Regions from separate parts of the Macaca mulatta genome. Here region 1 is linked to region 2. Evidence: chromatin contacts called from public Hi-C data. All regions are on one chromosome and are shown on one strand. Each heading gives the region's core, a stretch centred on a gene start, on an enhancer-like site or on the middle of the called end of the contact. The rest is flanking DNA. Distances are from core to core; before and after follow the strand shown.

What was found. Hi-C and Micro-C count contacts between places; a contact is called where the count stands out from the background.
Region 1: a Hi-C map of fetal cortical plate shows a contact between it and region 2, with 2.8 times the contacts expected there. The contact joins the promoter of DMAC1 here to the promoter of PTPRD in region 2. A contact is called at or near these places in 2 of 14 Hi-C or Micro-C datasets (fetal cortex germinal zone and fetal cortical plate).

The regions. Positions count from the first base shown.
Region 1 is chr15:91,530,086-91,536,209 of T2T-MMU8v2.0, reverse strand. It overlaps DMAC1 (distal membrane arm assembly component 1), which reads right to left and starts at 2,447. Exons shown (of 2, transcript XM_028835173.2): 1 at 2,199-2,447; 2 at 1,018-1,286. The coding sequence starts at 2,389. The coding sequence ends at 1,109.
Region 2 is chr15:90,454,506-90,460,929 of T2T-MMU8v2.0, reverse strand. It overlaps PTPRD (protein tyrosine phosphatase receptor type D), which reads right to left and starts at 1,550. Exons shown (of 28, transcript XM_077966664.1): 1 at 1,302-1,550. It overlaps LOC716712, which reads left to right. Exons shown (of 3, transcript XM_077966418.1): 2 at 1,057-1,548; 3 at 4,484-5,925. The coding sequence ends at 4,487.

The sequences.
Region 1 (6,124 bases), core at 1,198-3,697, 1.1 Mb before region 2:
GTTTTCCTTCTAAATTGCATAGGTATATATATAGCACCATCCCCACCATGAACTCTGATGTAGAAAACACAAGATTCTAAAGTCATTTGTGAGGCTAAACAGACTTAGGCACTTCCATGTAATACTGCAAAAAGCAACAGCCTTAAAGGTACTACTTGCTCAACATGTCATTCCAAACACATAGACTATGATTAGCAGCTGAATTTAACAGTATCTTTCCGCTTTGAAAAACACTTCATATACCTTTACAAAGAAGCCATAGTATCTCAGGGTAGAAAAACCCAATAGGTAGGAAACATGGTCTTTTCTTAGAAATGAACTATGTAATTTTGAGTACTTATCTCAAAATCACTGCAGAAACATATCTAGTGCTTGTGGAAAAGGAATCAATTTTTTTTTTTTTTTTTTAGCTAAAGGTTTTGAATTTTTCTTGTGACATTTAAGTCTTTTATTGTATGCTGATTTTTATGATTATCTGTTTCATAATGGTTATTCTTGCCTCCATGAAAGGGAAGACTAGAACAAAAAACTGACAAGACCAAGTTCTAGCTCCATCACCAACTTACTGAATGATCCTAGGCAAATCATGTGGGCTCTTTCTTGTGTTTTAAGGTTTACCTCCAATGAAGTAACTACCTCAGACTGGCTGTGAAGCTCTCATAAGGTGATGGACTTGAAAATGCCTTGCAAAGTACGAGCAGTTCATACACAGAAAGTTTCACGTACTTCTATATCTTGCATGATGCCTACCCATGGTTAGGGTGATAACAGTTGTTGATCCAATTATGAAAGAAAGAAAAAGAACTCTTTAAAATAGTGAAGTAAAATAGCTAATTTTCCCATGAGTTTATCATTTGCTCTATTCAAAAGTTTTAAAAATTATATTAACTATAAAACTAAACATATTTATCTTTATTATATATGATATGCAATTATATGACATACTATTATATATATAATGCTTAAACAATTAAATATAAATTATACTTTCCTTCCCCAGATAAGACAAAGAACCTGTTTACTTCTTTAAGGATTTATTGGTTCCTGTGAAACCTGTGAAGGTCACTAACACTCTACAGCCAGAGAATGACAACATATGATTGTCTTTTCAGTCCTGTAGTATCCACAGTAGTGATGTCTGTCCATGGACAAGTGTCTGTCCAGAACATCCATTAAACTCCATGCCTGCTCTGTGTGTCATGGGGACAGGGACAGAAGACAGATTCACTGGTGGTAGGCCCTCCCTTTGGGGTGTGCCATGACAACGATACCCCAGGTGGCAATGCCTAGAAAAAAACAACAATACCATACCTTTATGTTGCATTTTAATTTACCAAGTGTTTCACATACACGCCATCTTATTTAACCCTCACAACACTTCTGGAGGAAATATTACCATTGTATCTTTCTTATAGGCAAGTGAAGCACAGAAAAAGAAAAAAAAAAATCAGGAAAAAAAAGAACATCTTGTAGGAGAATTTACCTATACAGAATCAAGAAGGTAACACAGAAACCTCAAATTCTATCCACTGACAATCGGTTTGAAAGCTAAAAAGATCATGACGTTTTACTGATGACATCTTGACGATCACAGAAAGGGGTTGTGGGCGACATTACCCAGGTGTACCAAGTAGGTGAGCTTAGAACCCACGTCTAAAGATCTGGGATTCAAGGCAAATTTCTTAAATTAAGGTCAAGTGCCCTCGCTCAGGCTTTCTCCAGGACCTGGAGAAAAAGTATGGGCTTTGAGATCTGATATACCTGGGATCAAGTGACTGTCATTTCCCGACCATGAACACAATACTCCTCGTTGCCTTGGTTTGCTCCATAGTAAAATGAGAATACTATAATCATACCTACTTCTAACAGCTATTCTGAGAATTAAAAGGACTGAGCCTAATAAGCGTTCTCAAGAAATACTGATTTAAAATTAAAAAAAAAAAAAAAAAAGAAAGAAAGGCGTTCCAACAACTTCTTCTCTCACCTTGTTTGAGGTGCCCCCACCACCTGACCAGCGCCAGCACCCCGCCTCCCCGCCCACGTGGCTGCTCCCTTTCCTTCCTCTACCCCACAGATACCCAACCCGCCCAAGTGCTGTGCCCTGATGCTCACTGATGCCGATGACCATCTTCGTAATTGTCCATGGACCCGGGGGATATCCCATCTTCATGGGTTTCCGTGCCTCCCAGTAGACGTACCCGCCCGCCCCCATCAGCCCCAACCCAGAAAGCACTCGACAGCTCCAGCAAGTCTTCAACCAGTTGTGTTCTGCTGGGGAGGTCGGCGCTCCGGGTGTAGCTGGGGGCGCAGGCTTGGCGGGCACGGCGGCGGTATCGGGAGACGCAGCGATCTTGGAGAACTCCAAAGGCTTGGACACCTGAAACCCCATGTTCTGGAACTCGGCCTCAACCTTGTGAGTCTTTGGTTCAAACCGACGTAAACGATGCACCGGAAAGCAGAGCGCCGGAAAGCAGAACGCCGGGACGCTTGCGCCGTGCGAGGAGGAAGCCTGAGGGCTGCTGGGAAATGAAGTTCCCCTCCGCCTCAGAGGGGGAAAAGGTGAAAGAATGCTGCCCTTTATTGCTGGATTTCTCTGGCAGCAACAACCTCGGATGCGCTGGAGGCCAATTCCAACCCTCCTCCCCGCCGTCTCCCCACCGCCCCCCCCCCTTTTAGAAATTCTGTAATCGCTACTCACTAAATGCATCACCTTTCAATCTCCTTAGAGGAGAAGTCTGGGTCGCTAAGTTTCTTGCCTTACATGAACTGCCAGACCGTGGGCATGTCATATCTCCTATCCAGAGGCCTGTGAATCAAGGAGTTGGGTTTTATATGTGCACAATCATGTGCTAGATACAGACATACCATAGAAATATTGCAGGTTTGGTTCTAGACCACCACAATACAGCAAATAATAAAGCAAGTCATGCAATTTTTTTTTTTTTTTGGTTTCTTGGTGTATATAAAAGTTTTTTATACTGTAGTCTATTAAATGTGCAATAGCATTGTGTCTAAAAAACTGTGTATATCTCTTAATTTAAAAAAAAAATCTTGCCAAAAAAATGCTAACGATTACCTTAGCCTTCAGTAAGTACTAATCTGTTTTTTTTTTTTTTTTTTTTTTTTTTTGAGGTGGAGTTTTGCTCTTGTTGCCCAGGCTGGAATGCAATGGTGGATCTTGGCTCACTGCAACTTTTGCCTCCCGGGTTCAAGTGATTCTCTTGCCTCAGCCTCCTTAGTAGCTTGGATTACAGATGCCTGCCACCACACCTGGCTAATTTTTTGTATTTTTAGTAGAGATGGGTTTTCACCATGTTGGCCAGGCTGTTCTCAAACTCCTGACCTCAGGTGATCCACCTGCCTTGGCCTCTCAAAGTGCTGGGATTACAGGCATGAACCACCGCGCCCGGCCACTTCTAATCTTTTTGCTGGTGGAGGGTCTGGCATCGATGTTGATGCCTGCTGATTGATCAAGGTAGTGGTTGCTGAAGGTTGGGGTGACTGTGCCAATTTCTTAAAATAAGACAATAATGACATTTTCTGCAAGAATTTTTTTTTTTTTTTTTTTTTTTTTTTTTTTTTTTTTGAGACGGAGTCTCGCTCTGTCGCCCAGGCTGGAGTGCAGTGGCGGAATCTCGGCTCTCTGCAATCTCCGCCTCCCAGGTTCACACCGTTCTCCTGCCTCAGCCTCCCGAGTAGCTGGGACTACAGGTTCCCACCACCACGCCCGGCTAATTTTTTTGTATATTTAGTAGAGACGGGGTTTCACCATGTTAGCCAGGATCGTCTGGATTTCCTGACCTCGTGATCCACCAGCTTCCGCCTCCCAAAGTGCTGGGATTACAGGCATGAGCCACCGCGCCCGATTCTTCTGCAAGAATTGACTTTTCCTTTTACGAAAGATTTTTTTGCAACATGCAATGACGTTTTATAGCATTTTAATAACCACCATTTAACGTCTTTCAAAATTGGAGCCCTTTATCCAACATTTTGACAATGTTCATAGCATCTTCACCAGGAGTAGATTCCATCTCAAAAACCACTTTGTTCATCCACAGGAAGTAACCCCTCATCTGTTCAAGTTTTATCATGAGATTGTGGCAATTCAGTCACATCATCAGGCTCCACTTCGAATTCTAGTTCTCTTGCTATTTCCACCACATATGCAGTTACTTCCCTCATCTAAAATCTTGAACCCTTCTTAGTTGTTCATAAAGATTGGAATCAATTTCTTCCAATATCCAGTTAGAGATATTTTGTCCTCCTCCCATGAGTCACAAATATTCTTAGTGACATCAGAATGTTGAATCTTTCTCAGAAGGTTTTCAATTTACTTTAACCAGATTCGTCAGAGAAATCATTATCTATGGCTGCTATAGCCTTACAAAATGTATTTCTTAAATAGTAAAACTTGAAAGTCAACATTACTTCTTGATCTATAGGCTGCAGAATGGATGTTGTGTTAGCAGTTATGAAAACGTTAATCTCTTTGTACTTTTCCATTACAACTCTTGAGTAACTAGGTACATTGTCAATGAGCAGTAATATTTTGAAAGGAATCTTTTTTCTGAGCAAGAAGTCTCAACAATGAACTTAAAATATTCAGTAAACCATGCTGTATATGGATGTGCTGTCATCAGGCTTTGTTGTTCGAATTACAAAACACAGGCAGAGTATACTTAGCATAATTCTTAAGAGTGCTGGGATTTCCAGAAAGATAAATGAGGATTGGCTTCAATTTAAAGTCATCAGCTATATTAGATTCTAACAAGAAAGTCAGATTTGAAGGGTGAAGCCAAGCATTGACTTGTCCTCTCTAGTTATGAAATGGCATCTTTTATTAATAGAATGCTGCCTCATCTATACTGATTATCTGTTATCAATGATCTAAGTTAGGTTTCTTTGATAACTTGCTGCAGCTTTTACATCAGCACTTGCTGCTTCACCTTGCAATTTTATGTTATGAAGGCAGCTTATTTTTTTTTTAAACCACATGAACCAACCTCCGCTAACTTCCAACTTTTCTTCTGCAGCTTTCTCACCTCCCTCAGCCTTGGTAGAAGTAAGGAGAGTTGGGGTCTTGCTCTGGATTAGGCTTTGACTTAAGGGAATGTTGTGGCTGATTTGATCCTCTATCCAGATGACTGAAACTTTTTCCATATCAGCAATATGACTGTTTTACTTTCTAATCATTGGTGTGTTCACTAGAGTAGCACTTTTAACTTCCTTTTCCTTTGCATTTACAACTTGGCTGTTTGGCCTACATTCCAGCCTATCCCAGCTTTCGACATGCCTTCCTCAGTAATAATCATTTCTACATTTTGACTTAAATTGAGATAAGGTTGACTCTTCCTTTCACTTGAATACTTAGAGGCCATGGTCAGGTTATTAGTTGGCCTAATTTGAATGTTTTTGCATCTCAGCAAATACAGAGAAGTAGAGAGGTTAATGGTTGGTGGGTGGAGCAGTCAAAACACACATTTTTATTAAGTTCACCATCTTTTATGGGTGTGGTTCATGCTGCCCTAAAATTATTCCAATAGTAACATCAAATATCACTGATCACAGATCACCATAACAGATATAATAGTAATGGAAAAGTTTGAAATAATGCAAGAATTACCAAAATGTGACACAGATATGAGTGAGCACATACTGTTTGGAAAATTGTGCTAATAGGCTTGCTCTACACAGGGTTACCACCAAACTTTCCATTTGTAAAATGTACAATATCTGCCATTTACAGTAAAGTGAAGCATAATGAAGTAAGATATGCCTGTACTTTGCTAAGCAATCAATTGCATGATGCCATTTAATATCCTGACTCAACATGGCAGATTAAGTTTTCCCAGTATATGACAAAAATGGCTAAGTGCCATAGCCATAGTTGAAACCAGTGTCTGTGGATACAGTCAAATATCTTAAGCGCTACCTATACATATTGTGAGGAGATTACACAAATGTGATCGATATGTTAAAAATTGGTTTGAATTACCTGAATGAATACTTTTTTATTTCTCTTTAGCTTCTTTCTTAAAGACATGGTCTGAATTGTATCATAGTCATGGCATTGTTTTTTTGAGAGCCTTGGAAAAGTTCAACCCCAAAATCAGGCTAATAGATA
Region 2 (6,424 bases), core at 301-2,800:
GTGATTGAACTAACTCCCCACAGACGTGCTACAGGATGGTTAGAAAAGAACACACCAAAGGGTAAAGTCCACATTTGTAGCTCAGTAAATCTAACAGCAAATCTATCTCAAGTCATAAGCAGTTACTAGCCTTTCAGAGGTTCAAAGTGTGTTAGCTACACTCTGTTAAGTCACTGGCACTGTGTCTTTGGGCATGTAAATACATGTGTATATATATATATAACTTTAATAGGAAATACAAGGAGAACGATCCCTCAGGAATCTTCCTAGATACTTAAGGTGCAAACTGTAGATGAGGCTGGGGGATTACTCTGAGAATTTTAGAAAACAAGAGACATTTGGCAAGTAGCGTACTGGGAGGCGAACTGGAAACAATACAAGTGGATTGTGATAGTCCTGGTTTTGGAGAATGGAACTACTATCTGGAATTCTGAAACACCCAATTAGTGAAAGCCAAGCTCACACTTGGTGTTCGAGATTTTAAGCATAAGACTTAAAAACTGACTTCACATGTTTGTGTTTTTAAATGAAATTCAACGTCCAGAGAAGCAATGCAAGTTTTCTACACACCTACATAAAAGCTACAATAAATCTATAGGAAAGCAAAGAATCTTTGGTTTGTTCGTGGCTTTCTTTTTAAATTGTTTCCTACAACTTTGCCTCTTCATTACAAATGATGCGTCCCCTTCCCTACGGAATGAATGTGTGTGTTAAGTGCACCAGATTCCCGCAGCTGAACTACGAGCTTTGATTCTGCCACGGAAAGGTCTCCCAAACAATCCCCCTCCTCTATGGCAGCTGCGTAGACTTTGATTCCTGTTATTTCTCTTTCTCCCCACTAGTTCAGAGGAAAGAAAGAAAAAGAAATCGCTCCCTCACCGTAATCAGCCCTCCTTAAAACAGTAATCCCTGCCTTTAAAAAAGGCGGTGGCAGGATCCCCGGGTAAGGGTGCATTGCCCCACTGCTCCACCATTCCCCCCCAATACTACGCCCACCCTAGGAGGAGAAAGCGGGGGTCGCACAAATACACATACCCGGACACCCCCATTCTCTAGAGTCGCCTCTCTCCCGGGTCTAAGGTTTCAGGCGAGAAGTGAACCCTGCAGGGGAGGACCTCTGCCCGAGGAGGTTCAGAGGAGCAAACTGTGCGCTCCGCTGCCCGGGCGCCGGGCTCGCGGAAGCGGGAGCGTGTCGCTCTGGCCGGGGAGGCGCCGGCAGCCGGAGCTGCGCGCAGGGCGATTCCCGAGCAGCCAGAGGGGAGAACACAGCGGGGCGCACGGGGTCAGTTCCAGGGACTTACCTGGTCATGTTGGCTCTGGGCAGCAGCCGCCACCGCCTCCCGCGCCGCCACCAGCACTTTCCTCCAGCGCCTTCGCGCCCTGCCACGGCCGCGCAGCCGGCGCCGGCCCGCGCCGCCGCCTCCGGGCGGCCAATTTAATCCCGCGGAGCAGCGGCCGCTGCCGCGGAAGCCCCTCTGGTCGCCGCCGCCGCCCAGCCCTCGTGCGGCCAGCCCAGTCCAGAGCGAGGAAGTGGAAGAGAGTCAGCGAGTGAGTCCAAAAACCCGAAATCCAGCATCCAAGGGAGCGCGTCCCCCCGCCCTCCCTCCACCCCTACCCCCTTTTCCTCCTCCTCCGCCTCCTCCTCCTCTTCTCGGGCCGTCCTCTTGGCCCTTCTGAGCCCGCGGCTTCCGCGGCGGTTTCTCCTCCTCTCGCTCCTCCTGCTCGCCCGGCGCCCGTTTCTCTCGCTGCCGCTGCCGCCGCCGCCGCCGCCGCCGTTTGTCTCCTCTCCCTCCTCCTCCTCCTTTTCCTCCTCCTCCCGCTCCTCGATGCTCCGCCGCTCGCGGCTGGGGGGTCCGGGGCCGCGTCTCCTCTCCTCCCTCCGCCTCTCCTGTTTCCTCCTTCCTGCTGCCTCTTCTTTTAAAGCGGATTCTTTGGCCACAAATAGCAACTCGGCTGCCCCCCTCGGTGCCTCCCTCCCCTTCTTCTCTTCTTCCCCCCAAAAGTGAAGCGCACGCGAGGTAACCAGAAACTGAGGCTCGTGGGGGGAGAGGGGTGCGAGGCGACGCCTGGGAAAGGGCCCGAACGGAGTCAAGGGCCGGGAGGTGGGGTGGCCAGCCCAGCCCAGCCCAGTCTTTGGACCTGGCGTGAACCTGGTAGTTACGGCTGCAGACGAGGTGGTTTGGTGGGGGAAATTAAACAAAAAAGCCCAGGAAAGTAATTGGAAAGGCTTCTCTCTTTGTTTCCTTGTCTGGGTGATTTCTAAAATCCTCGTAACGTGCTGGGGATCCCACGGTATTGCTGTGCTCCAGCGCTGGGGGATTGTGTGTGCGCGTTGCCTGCGCGTGAGTGTGAGTGTGGGTGCGCCCGGACGCGGGGAGAGCTGGGCCCGCTGCGCCTGCTGGCGAATCCCTGAATCTGGACCACTGACCCACTGAAAGGGCCAGAGAGCTGGATGAAGGAGGGGCAGGCAGGAGTGGTGGGTGAAGGAGGCAACACAAACACACACACACACACACACACACCAGAGGAGGGGGCGGGGTGACGTCACTCCCCAGCATTCATCCACCAGGCCAGAAAAGACCCTCTCCAACAGATTCACTCATCTCCTAAGAGATGCACACCCGGGCGCTTCCTGCTCTGCGTCCCAGCGCAAAGGAGGAAAAAATGCTGGTCGCGCCCTCTTCACAGCAGTGATAATAATATAAGGAACGTGCTTTAATGAAACACAGTTTGTGTCCGCCCCAGTTCACCTTGGCAGCCTCCTTCGGGGATTCTTGTAGGATCCACTTTGAAGGCAACGAGGAAGGCAGGGAAGTATTGAACCAAAATCTTAGTGTGATAACTTGTTTTGCTATCGTGCCACTTGCTTTTATGATGTTGGAAATGCAGTGCTCCTCAGCTTCTCTGAAGGACACTATAACACCCTCTTCCCTAGACAAGCACCCAGTTGTTGGGCTATGCACTCCTCATCCACACAACCCAAGGTGACTAAGGTGCACTGTGTGTGTTGTTAGCTAAGAGATGGATTTTAACCTTCTTCGCTACTCACAGGATCTCCAACATGTGGAAAAAGTCAGCAGCTGGAAGCCACCATTGGCAGTTGGCCCATCAAAATTTATTAGAAACTTGGTCAGAACGGTTAAATAAAGTAAAGCTAGAGCTCACCAGCCACCTCGATTGCTCATTCTATGTTCAGGCCAGCACATACACACAATACTTATTCCTGCAGACTCCAGGCTGTCTTTGAAAGAGCAAATGTAAACAGACCCCCTTAGATTTGACTTAATGATCCAGCATCCTGACTGTTTTCTCAAGCTGCCCATTTATTTCCACCATCTGCATGCTGTGCTGTTGAAAGCCACCAAAGGATTGGTCAGTAATCCTCTGCCCCCTATGTACTCCAAAAATAAGTCACATATTTTTGAAAAGAATCTCGCTAAACGAAGTTCAGTTTTCTAGCAATTTGGGGGTGGGGGAGGAGCATCCTGGCATGATTGTCTCTTGGTTTTTTGTTTTTGTTTTTTTATGGTTAGCGTCATAGTGAAAATCAGGAAGAAATCAATTCCTGTGCAAGCCTCCAAGCTAGGTTTACCCTCCAATCATTCTGATTTCACAGCAGCTGAAAAGCTGTGCAGGGATGATGGACACCTGCCCCCTGTGACCTAAGGATGGATCCAGAAATCTCAGCCTCCCCACAGGTGATTCCACCCAAGATGTAAACTCCAACTTGGCTTTCTCATTGCCACATGCGCCCCCATAAACTGGCAATCCCACTTTCATCATCCAAAGTTGCATGTTAGAGAAACAGAAAGTTTTAAAACCCCTAATATTCCTTTGCTGTTACTTTTGTGGGAAAGAAATGTATCCCTCTGCCTGCGGATCTGACCTCATTTAAGAAGAACCCAGCTGGTAAATCTGACTGCTATCTGGGAACATAGTTGAGGAAATATCATCTTACACCACTGGTAGCGATTTAAACTAGCTCGAAAACTCAGTGATGATTGTTACCAAGGAGAGCAACAAGCAAGTAGAAAAGGGACCCAGAAATCAGGGGATATGCAGAGGACAGTACAAGTAAATGGCATAAGCGCAACTTTTCTGACACTGTGAAGTCCTAGATGTTCTTGTCCCTACTGCAACCAAACATCTTAGAGAAAGAAGTAGGGATGGGTTAAGGTGACTGCAGAGTCTGAGTTATTATTATACAAATGAGACTGAGAATTATTCAGGGTGGTGCTGCTGAAGAACGGGAGGTACAGCAAATAGAGAAGCCAAAGTTTCTCTGCTCATCTGAGCAGTAATGGAAGTGAGACTGCAGCCTGCTACACACGTGTTAATATATTCAGAGCAGATTTACAACAAAAGAGTGTCCTAATGCTGCAGCATCTATTAAACTTCTGGACTGGTTTGCCATTTGGAAATTTTAAGTCAAAGAACATCAGAAGCAGGCTAATCTTTTGTTGAAATTACCTCATTTTTGCAGGTAAAGAAACGAAGACCCTGAGAATTTAAAATCATCCAACTATTTGGTGCCAGAAGCAGGACAAGAACTCAGATATCATGATCCAGTGCCCTCCATCCCACCAACTGTTCATCACCTCCACATTCTGGATCAAAGAAGCCAGTTTTCCAACTTATCAGTGAGCAATACATATAGAATATTTAAAAACTCCAAATACTTACATGAAGGAAAAATGAAGCAATAGGACAAGACATTTTCTTAGTTCCCTTCCAGCTCTAACATTCTGTGATAAATAGCACACAGGAGCTTTGCTATAGCACACCCCCCTCTAGTGCATAATTCAGCATACGATGAGTATGAGTCTGTTTTGGACCCCATCCAAAGGAGTTAGTTCCTAGAAGTACTTGGAAGATTTATTCTCATTTATCATGAGGCATCCTAACAGGAGACTAAAAATAATCATGATGACAATAATAGTAATCAGTTGTTACACTTGTATTATGTACTAAGCATCGTGCGAAGCATGTTATATAGTTCACCCGTTTTTGAAAAGGCACATCATGACCTTGTGTGGGTTGCAAATCTAGTGGGTCATAAACAACTTCTGAAATGAAAGAAAAGTAGGAAAAAAACACAGAGTACATTATATGTACTAAGTTTTTTTGTTTTTTTGTTTTTGTTTTTTTTTTTTTTTTTTGCAAAACTTCCTTTTTGATCATGTGGCTAGTGATTAAAAGTTTGAAAGTCACTGCCTCATTTCCAATCTTAACTGCCTTGCCAGTTAAGTATTATTAGCCCCATTATGTAAGTGAGGAAACAGGACAAGAGAGGATAAGTCATTTGGCCAAGCTGACATAGTGAGTGGCCAAGCTAGAATTTTGAACCTAGATCTGTTTGACTTCAAATCCAATATTTTCACTTGTATAGTGATGATAAATTATTAACCAAGGTATGGAATAAATTGTTGCTAATCATATTTTCTTTGTGAGGACTACCGTGGTTTTTATTAAATGCAGCTAAATGGAGAAACACAGCATGGATTCAAGTGACGTGTTCTGAAGGTAGTGAGAAATTTCATAAAACACTAAAACTAATATCTGAGACCCTTTCCTATAGGTGTTAGCTTATGTCTAACATACTTTATTAACTTACTACTAAATACATAAATGAAACAATAATTAATAGTTTTAGTCCTCAAATAACTTAAATATTCACTTCTACAAGTATTACTATTTTTATTTCAGAGAGTGTTTTTCAAATTTAAGTTATACAGCATTTCTCAGTAGCTTGCTTTGGCCAAACACAGAACTGGCACATAAGAAAGATAAATGGCCAGGTGCTGTGGCTCACGCCTGTAATCCTAGCACTTTGGGAGGCCAAGACAGGCAGATCACCTGAAGTCAGGAGTTCGAGACCATCCTGGCCAACATGGTGAAACCCCATCTTTACTAAAAATACAAAAATTATCTGGGCGTGGTGGCACATGCCTGTCATCCCAGCTACTCAGGAGGCTGAGGCAGGAGAATTGCTTGAACCCAGGAGGTGGAGGTTGCAGTGAGCTGAGATCACACCACTGCACTCCAGCCTGGGCAACAGAGCCAGACTCTCTCAAAAATAAAAAATAAAGCAGTCACACAACCCTATCATTCAAATTCAATTATAAAGAAGAAAAGATAATAATTCAGGTGCCATGCTAAATTTTTTCACCCATGTAGTTCTATGGATTCTACCAGTAACATTGCATGCTTAGGTGTTATTACTCCCATTCTGCAGATTTGAAAGCTCAAACTCAGAACTAGTTGATGATTGAAATCACCTGTTACAATTCTACTACTCAAAGGTTCTTTACAAACAGGTGGGCTTCCCATATACAAGGAGGCAGCTAAAGATTTTGAGACATGCTGTGCAATCATTTATGCTTTCTTTTCCCATGTGAAAAAAATGTACTTTCCTTTTCTTCAA